3 separate regions of the Sus scrofa genome follow, and regions 2 and 3 are each linked to region 1. A link is a contact called in public HiChIP or PLAC-seq data. All regions are on one chromosome and are shown on one strand. Each heading gives the region's core, a stretch centred on a gene start, on an enhancer-like site or on the middle of the called end of the contact. The rest is flanking DNA. Distances are from core to core; before and after follow the strand shown. Region 1 has its middle 43 kb from the start of PDLIM5. Region 2 overlaps PDLIM5 (PDZ and LIM domain protein 5). Region 3 overlaps PDLIM5 (PDZ and LIM domain protein 5).

Evidence for each region. HiChIP or PLAC-seq counts read pairs in DNA pulled down with a chosen protein or histone mark.
Region 2: a contact with region 1 is called in an H3K27ac HiChIP or PLAC-seq map of skeletal muscle. The contact joins two enhancer-like sites. A contact is called at or near these places in 1 of 47 Hi-C or Micro-C datasets (embryonic fibroblasts) and 2 of 2 datasets of contacts at active chromatin or transcription factors (alveolar macrophages and skeletal muscle).
Region 3: an H3K27ac HiChIP or PLAC-seq map of skeletal muscle shows a contact between it and region 1. The contact joins two enhancer-like sites. A contact is called at or near these places in 6 of 47 Hi-C or Micro-C datasets (alveolar macrophages, embryonic fibroblasts, heart right ventricle and 2 more) and 2 of 2 datasets of contacts at active chromatin or transcription factors (alveolar macrophages and skeletal muscle).

Annotation. Positions count from the first base shown.
Region 1 is chr8:125,301,684-125,304,534 of Sscrofa11.1, forward strand. No RefSeq gene overlaps it. Among named protein-coding and RNA genes, the nearest start is that of PDLIM5, 43 kb to the left of the region's middle. Within about 2 kb of position 1,513, at least 17 of the 83 cell types and tissues checked have an H3K27ac peak or open chromatin away from gene starts, as enhancers often do. A contact at or near this core is called in skeletal muscle, where this site is marked.
Region 2 is chr8:125,170,736-125,173,646 of Sscrofa11.1, forward strand. The region is part of intron 3 of PDLIM5 (PDZ and LIM domain protein 5); the gene reads right to left. Among named protein-coding and RNA genes, the nearest start is that of PDLIM5, 88 kb to the right of the region's middle. Within about 2 kb of position 1,371, at least 42 of the 83 cell types and tissues checked have an H3K27ac peak or open chromatin away from gene starts, as enhancers often do. A contact at or near this core is called in skeletal muscle, where this site is marked.
Region 3 is chr8:125,141,494-125,144,370 of Sscrofa11.1, forward strand. The region is part of intron 3 of PDLIM5 (PDZ and LIM domain protein 5); the gene reads right to left. Among named protein-coding and RNA genes, the nearest start is that of PDLIM5, 120 kb to the right of the region's middle. Within about 2 kb of position 1,283, at least 1 of the 83 cell types and tissues checked has an H3K27ac peak or open chromatin away from gene starts, as enhancers often do. A contact at or near this core is called in skeletal muscle, where this site is marked.

The sequences.
Region 1 (2,851 bases), core at 263-2,762:
ACTTATTTTGGAAGTATAGAGTGAGAGAAATGACATTTCTTGGCTCAGTTCCCAGTATTGTTTACCGGGCATGTTTTACATGTGAAAAAAGCAGTGTTCACACCCGACAGTCCCATTTTCTAGTCAACTGGTAGTGCATGAAGTGTCTATGGATAGTGTTTGGGGGAATTAAAATTCCGAAGGATTAATTAAAATTAACCTTTGTTATACTTGCCCAAGACAGACATAAAGCACAGAAGCAATATTGAGGAGCCTCACTGACTTCGCTTTTGTCATCTGTATAAAGTGAAAAGGCTTTGCCAAAAGCAAACCAGTCACTGGTCCTTCGTCTCTTCTGAAGACTAGCATAGCTCACCCGAAGATAGCGAATCACTGCCAGTGAGTCGTGAAATAGTCTTCAACTGAGTATATGTCCCTGAGCAGAGTTTCCAAACCCTAAGGCTAATTTTCCATGTCCCTGAACCTCAATCTTGTTAAGTTAGGCTACAGAAAGAAAAAAAAAAAAGTGGAAAATAAATTAAATCCAGCTGTGATCATGCATACCTCCCCGTAACCCTAGAGATGTTTATGAGGCTGCGAGGTTTCAAGGCACATGTTTTGAAAATCACTGCAAACTTTCTTATTTAGTTGAAATTCCCAGATAGAATGTGAAACTACAAGAACCGTGAGGAAAACAGGAAAAGGGGCCTTTTGTTCAACACTTAACCTCTGATGTAGCTTTCAGTGGCAGAGTTATCAGAAGACACGACATGGGTCATTTGTTGGAGGAATGTTGAGAAGGATGTTTTTACATTCAGTTTAACGTACGCTCTAAAAATTGCCAGCTTGATCCATAAAAGAAAAACTAGGTTTCATCAAAATTAAAAAAAATTTTTTTAATTAAAAAAATAAAAATAAAGAACACATAAAAATTGCTAGCTAGTAGTAACTAGTGACGAACTGTGAAGGTGGAGGCACAGACTATTGGCACGGAAGCGAGAGCTTGCAAATTTTCTACATTAAAAATTACGTTAGTGAGAACAAGAATGTATACTTTTCGACGCAGGAAAATACTGTGTCTAAAGAAAATCCAAATGAGGTAGCTTTTAAAAATCAAAAAGAGCAGGAAGATGATTCTGAGCTCTGGCCTTGTTCTTCTCCCTGTTCTTTGTTTCAATCCCCAACCTGTTCGATGAAAGGTGAAAGGGACTCGTCTAAATTCATCCCAGGAGGGGGCCGAAACACCTAAGACTTTGATGTAAGACGCTTTCTAATGTTTAAATTTATGGCCAGTTAAATAGCTGTCTGATTAATTGGCTTTTCAGCTACATCACTTTTGGTAAGTTACAAGTCACTATGAATCAGACTGTCTTTCTGAAAAGCTGTCAGGAATGGCTGAAAGGTTTCTTTTTAGCTTTTGCTCCAACTGACCTGGGAGAAGCCTAGCAGAGGGAGGTTCCGAAAGCCTCCTCCTCCCTCTCCTGGTCGCTACTGGATGAGGAGGGGCTGCCGGGGGCCCAGGACTCTATTCCTTATATGGGCTTGAGTAGCGTGATCTCGAAAGATCTGGGCTTGCTTGCATCGTGCCAGCTCAGCACTGGCTGTTCTCAAGGGAAAAAGTTGTGAAACTCCACCAACCTGAGTGAGGATGAGACATCATCATTGCCCACTCAGAGTTCATGGTCGAGTGCTGACCGTCCAGAGTCAAGGGGGTCAGGATGAAGGTCATCTTATTGATATGGATTGCCAGGGTCAGAAAGGTGACATTCTTCCTCCCAACCCACCACACCCACGTGGGTGGTTTTTTTCCCTTAAAAACAAATTGACTGTCCCTGGAGATTTGAAATGCAGATGGGAAATTTTCTGGGAGAAGCTCGAAAGAAGACATCCACATTTTGGAATGGAAAAGAAAGAAAACCGTTAAATTGGTGATGAATGAAAATAGAATTCGGGATAAAGAGAAGCACAGGATGTGAAAATGGGGAAAAAACAATGGAAAAACTAGAAGACTGTAAGGGAAAATATAAAGCTACAAACGTAACTATTGCCAATAATTTAGTTTCTTATTATGTTTGCCTTTTGAGCATTGATTACATTTGAAATATTTCTAATGATGGTCAATTTAATATTTTTACTGGCAACTTAAGTTCTTGGCTAAACTTCCTAGAGCTATTTATGGACATTTTCCCTCGCCTGCCTATAAAAATACATCACTGAAGTATTTTTAACAGCAAAGCCTGTATGAGACAGTTTACTTTCATGACCTGTCAGATACTTGTGGCTGCTTCTAAGTAGCCTCATTTGTAAACCCTTGTTTGTGAATTTTTTCTCCTAAATTGATGCCATTTTTACAAAAAAAAAAAAAAAAAGGTACTCGTGTAATCACTAAGAATATACTATATATGGCTAAAACTTTGCATAATTTCACACCATTGCAGGTGAGTTTGGTTACTTCTAGAAATAATTTTTAAATCCCAATGACCCTGAAGAAGGATCTACTTTTTCTTTAATACAAGCCAAAGCTGCTGCTATGTTCCTTTTCTTTAAGCTTCAGAATAGTTTATCAGTAACAAGAAGCAGAGAGCAAAACAAGAGATATGCTTTTATAAAATGAGCTATACGAGAGGGGATGCTTTTGAGAGATTATATAATTCTCTATGTCTAACCGGGAAAATACTCCCATTATATAGGTCAGAAATAGCAAATAAGTTTCCTTGCCTGTGCCAATCAGTTGTCACTGATCACTTGCTAGAAAAAGTGTTGGGATTTTCAAAAATATTAATGACTTTATAGAAGTTATGGCTATTTTTGGCAAGGAGAAATATTCCAGAGATGCTACATAGTATCCTTCCCCATGACTACATTCATTAAA
Region 2 (2,911 bases), core at 121-2,620, 130 kb before region 1:
GGGCCCCTGTCACCCCTGAGACAGAAGGTGAATAATGGGAACTTGGAGAGGAGGACCCTGTTACGGCACAAGTTTTGTCCATTCACCGGTAAATGTGACCCAGTGAGTATCAAGTTAGGGCCAATCAAGCACAGACTCCAACTCTCAGGGCAGGCGCTGATCTGGACAGAGAGCAGGTGCAGCCCCCATTAGCCCCTCTCCTGGTGGGGTGGGGGGAGGGGAGGGGGAGGCAGGGGCGATGTGGATGGCAATTCTCTTCTCCCAATGGGCAGAGCAGCAGAGAGGAGAATGAATTACTTCACTCCGCAACTGGTGGGGGGCAAAGGAAGGGTCTGGGTACCTAATCAAGATCTAAAAATGGAGACATGAGAGCTACAGCTTTCTAGAAAGGGATATGACATGGGCGTCTGCTGCCCTCCCTGCAAAAAAGCCTGTTCTTGCCCATTGGTGGCTACAACTTAGTGTAATTCTATGTAACACCACCAACGGCTGCTCATTAGCCTCACTCATTTCTGTACATCTCTGAGCTCTCATTTCCTCATTTTTGACAAACGTATTCTTGGGAAACGTTCGCCCTCAGATGCAGTATTCAATTCCACAAATATTTTAGCCCACAGCATGGGGCGAGTCTACACAGAAAAGGTCAGGACATACTACGGTGGACAAGGGAGGCAAGGCCTCTGCCCTTAGGAACTTATAGTCCAGTAACAGACGTGGATGAGGTTTTACAGGAATGAGATTTTTTTTTCCCTTAAGGCCAAAATGTTGGGAAATTTGAAAAGGGTGTGTGTGAAAGGGGGGGGGGGTGTCGATTTTACAGACATAAACGTACACTTATGTAAAATAATTTTACATTTCATTATAATCATTAAAAGGCAATATCTCTCTGAGGGGCCCAGTTCTGATCTCTAAGGAAACTAGGGAGCTGCAGACCTCACCAGCCCAGAGAAATTTCTCTCAAATTGCTTGAGAAATGCAAAGGGATGAAGTCCACAGTTAAAGGAACATGGCTTTTCCAGAAGTTTGTATCATACGGTTGGCCTCTCTCACACTGACCTGAATTACAGGTTCTGCATGGATCTGACCTGTCATACACCTACACCCCTTGAAAAGGAGCTGTGCCTTTTTTTTTTTTTTCCCCTGTAACTGCACAGTAATTAAGGCAGCCTCTCATCAACTAAGAACCTGACAAATATTTGTTAAAGGAATTGAGTAAACAAGTATTACTAGTAGGAGGGATGAGAAAACCTAAACAGAAGGAACAGACCAGAGTTCTAAGTGGGAGGCAGCAGCAAGAGGAAAAGGCAGCAGGACCTGAATCGGCACAGCTGCTCACGAGAAAGTGACTCAACCCGTTCTGGAGCTTTCCGTGCTCTCACTGCTCTGCCCCGCCTCTGTCTGGCCTGGGCCTGGACGGGCTCCCGCCTCCACCTGCCAGGCTCTGACCGGTCTCCTCCCGTCCACGCAGCCCACGCAGCTGAACCCTGGGCTCTAATCCCACAGCTGACCGTGAGCAGAGTCCCCCTCCACGTCCTGATCTTTGACAGAAGCACAGCATCCGTGCCTCACAGCGTTGTTTTTTTTTTTTTAAGTTTTATTGAAGTATAATTGATACACCATGTTGTGATATTTCTGCTGTGCAACAAAATGATTCAGTTATACATGTACACACATCTATTCTGTTTCAGAGTCTTTTCCAACAGAGATGATCACAGAATATGGGGTACAGCTCCTCGTGCTAGACAACCTTAGGGGGTTCTTGAAAGGCTTAAACGAGTTGCATGCAAAGCATTTAAAAGAATGTATATGTATGTGTGACTGGGTCACTTTGCTGTACAGCAGAAATTGACAGAACACTGTAAACAAACTATAAGGGAAAAATAAAAATCATGTAAACCTAAAAAAAAAATAAAAGGATGCCTGACATACAGTGCCTGCTCAATAAATATTAACAACGATTTTTTAAACCTGGTATTATTGTATTGCCAAATAATTCTTCTGCAGTTGCCAATTTACTAACAACCAAAATTCAGAGGGTCACTGATGGCAGCTGGGACTCTTTTACGATAATCTGAACCCTCTCAGCCCTCTCAGCATCTCCTGCTCTTCCTGTTCTCCCAAAGACTACCTTTCAGCCAGAGTGAAGTACTGACAAGTTCTCAGAGCACAGTGTGCTGGCCTCTCTGCCCAGAATGCCCTCTTTCTTGCTCCTGTTGCCCCCCTGGCAAGCCCCTACTCTTTTTTTTGGTCTTTTTAGGGCCACAGCTGCAGCATATGATGGAGGTTCCCAGGCTAGGGTTCAAATCAGAGCTGTAGCTGCCAGCCTACATCACAGCCACATCGATGCAGGATCCGAGCCGCATCTGCGACCTACACCACAGCTCAAGGCAACACTGGATCCTTAACCCGCAGAGAGGGGCCAGGGATCGAACCCACATCCTCTTGGATACTAGTCGGGTTCGTTAACTGCTGAGCCACAGTGGGAACTCCAAGCCCCTAGTCTTTATTTAAGCTTTGACTCATGCATTATCTTATGGAACATCTTCTTTGCCTCCTTCTGACTCCTTCCTCTATGGTCCAGATGCTACTGGTACACACCCACCTTCTGACCACCCCACCTGTGTTATCAAAAGATCTACTTCTTCCCATTACGGGCTTCTTGAACTAAGAGATGCGTTCATTTCTCTACTTATTCCCTGATCCCGGCATAGTCACTGGCCATATATTTAATAGGCACTGAACACACTTTCAGAAGAAAGGGAGGGAGGCAAAGAGGGGGCTTTCTCTCTCATACATCGTGGCCCAGCAGCCTCAATCTTCTCCTCAATTTCCCCATTCTCTATAGAACTCTTTATCCAGCATTCAGTCAGCAGCCTACAGGACACACACAGTTTTCTATACTACAAAGGAA
Region 3 (2,877 bases), core at 33-2,532, 160 kb before region 1:
TCCAGCAGGAGCCAGCAAATTAACAAATGTTTCTTCATCTCATGACATGCTATTTTATTTTCTATGGTTGGTGTTCCCCAATTCAATGCCATTAAGATCTTCAGAAATGCACACCGAATACTACTAATTTTAATGGAGGAGGCAGATAATAAGCCAATAAATAAGATAGTTTTATATAGTGATAAGTGCAAAATTTCCCATTATTCTACTTGATTTTAGATGAAAGAAATTTATTTTTTTTTTTACGTACATTTATTTCTACAAGAACATTTTTATCAGGGAAGAAAGTTTCCTCTGTCCATTGTGTCTCATGTCCACACTCAAAATAACCTCAAAATCATTTAAGGAAAAAAAGGTGCACTTTTCAAATTAGTATTTATAAAATAATTTCTATCAAAAAGAATGTTATAGAGATTATATAGCATTTTAGATGTATTCGAGGTTATATAAAGGGAATTTCAAAGTTCAGGATAATTCCTTCTTCTCGTAAGTAAAATTCTTTCAGAGTGAATATACTGTTTCAATCAAAAATTTCATACAAGGAGACCCATTGTTAAGAAATGGCAGACTTGGGAGTTCCCTGGTGCTCTAGTGGTTAGGACCTGGTACTTTCAACACTGTGGCCTGGGTTCAATCCCTGGTCTGGGAACTGAGACCCTCTATCAAGCTGCTGCACGCCACAGACAAAAAAAACACAACAAACAAACAAAAAACTGGCAGTCTCTACTGTAAAGGGTCAGAAAGCCAGTATTTTAGACTTCCGGGTCACAAGATCTAGGCTCACTACTCTGCTCTGCCATGATAGCAAGAAAGATGATGGAGTCAAAATGTAGTGAGCATGACTGTGTTCCAATAAACCTTTTTTTTTTTTTTTTTTTTTTTTTTTTAATAAAAACCAGGTGGGGAATAGATTTTTGGCCTGTAGGTCAGAGTTTGCCAACCCCTAGTCTATTGCATGGTTTTGACTATAACAAACATTCCAGGACCACAGCTCTTTTGGAATCTAAACCTCATCATCACTCTGCATAATGGAAATTACAATTTGTTCAGACACTGACAGGCAAAAGAAATGAGAGTGGGGCTTCTCATTATTCCTCCTGTGGTTGCAGGACACTAGCTTTCAATCCCTCTTAACTCCTCTACCTCATCTTTCACACTCTGAGACCGAATGATCCATCAAAACTTCCAAACCACCCATTCAAACAAAATTCACACCAGAGGGCGCTGACACTGAAGCTTGGTAAAGGGACAGGTTTAATATTATTGGATTAAGGGTGACATTTTAAGCTCTATTTTTAACTGTGCTACTCGGCACCTCAGTTCCTTTGCTAATATATGGTAAAGGCTACTAAAAATCTCTCTCGCCTCTGCTCCTACATACTATAAATGAAACTATTAGTGATGTATTTTCTTTTTTTTTTTTTTTTTACTTCTAGAAGAACTAAAATGGATGCACCATGCTTTCTGTAAGAGAAGCTGAAAAGCATAACTTCCTTCTTTCCCATTCTTTTCTGCCAAAAGAAAAGACATGGATTATAACACTTTTGGGATTGATATAAACATGTGCTCTATTACAGAGATGCATTATTTCAAAGCCTACTATATATCTTCTTTAGGGCATGATGTTAATTTCCTCTTTCTTTCTCTTTCTTTCTTTCTTTCTTTCTTTCTTTTTTTCTTTCTTTCTTTCTTTCCTTTCCTTTCCTTCCTTCCTTCCTTCCTTCCTTCCTTCCTTCCTTCTTTCTTTCTTCCTTTCCTTCCTTCCTTCCTTCCTTCCTTCTTTCTTTCTTTCCTTCTTTCTATTTTTTGGTCTTTTCTAGGGCCGCACCTGTGGTGGCATATGGAGGTTTCCAGGCTAGGGGTCTAATCAGAGCTGTAGCCTATGCCACAGCCACAGCAATGCCAGATCTGTGACCTACATCGCAGCTCATGGCAACACCAGATCCTTAACCCACTGAGTGAGGCCAGGGATTGAACCTGTGTCCTCATGGATACTAGTCAGATTCATTTCCGCTGAGCCGCAATGTGAAGTCGGATAATTACTTCTGTTTAATATGTCTTCTCTTCCAGCTCCAACCAGGTAGAGTGAAAAAAAAAAATATGATCAATATAGCACTTTATTACTAATAAGAAACTAACAGGATTTGCAAAGCAGATAATCTGCCTTTGAAAAATTAGGTGTTCCATTTGTATATATCTACATTTTTGTGGCTCTTCCATGATGTTATCAAAAAGCCCTTGAACAATAAATGTGGTCAAAATTCATACTAAGAGGAGTTCCCGTCGTGGCGCAGTGGTTAACGAATCCGACTAGGAACCATGAGGTTGCGGGTTCGGTCCCTGCCCTTGCTCGGTGGGTTAACGATCTGGCGTTGCGTGAGCTGTGGTGTAGGTTGCAGACGCGGCTCGGATCCCGCATTGCTGTGGCTCTGGCATAGGCCGGTGGCTACAGCTCCGATTGGACCCCTAGCCTGGGAACCTCCATATGCCGCGGGAGTGGCCCAAGAAATAGCAACAACAACAAAAGACAAAAAAAAAAAAAAAAAAATTCATACTAAGAGAGTAGGTATCAATAACAAACCATATGCACAACTGGATTTTCATAGACTTCCAGCAATACATGATAAGGGTCAGATGCTGAAGGGTAGAATAAAAAGCAGTATAATCAGACACAACTCACACCCTGATGTTTGCCTACTTATTTTTTTTTCTTCTTTTCAGGAAAATCTTAGCACCCGAAAGAGACAGAGAGATTCTACCTTTCATACTCAGACCTTCTCCTATCAAGCTCTTCATTTATAGAAGAATACTTAGAGAAATGGGAGAAACAGCTAAATGAAGACTGCAAATCTAGGCTACTAGCAAAATTAATTAGCT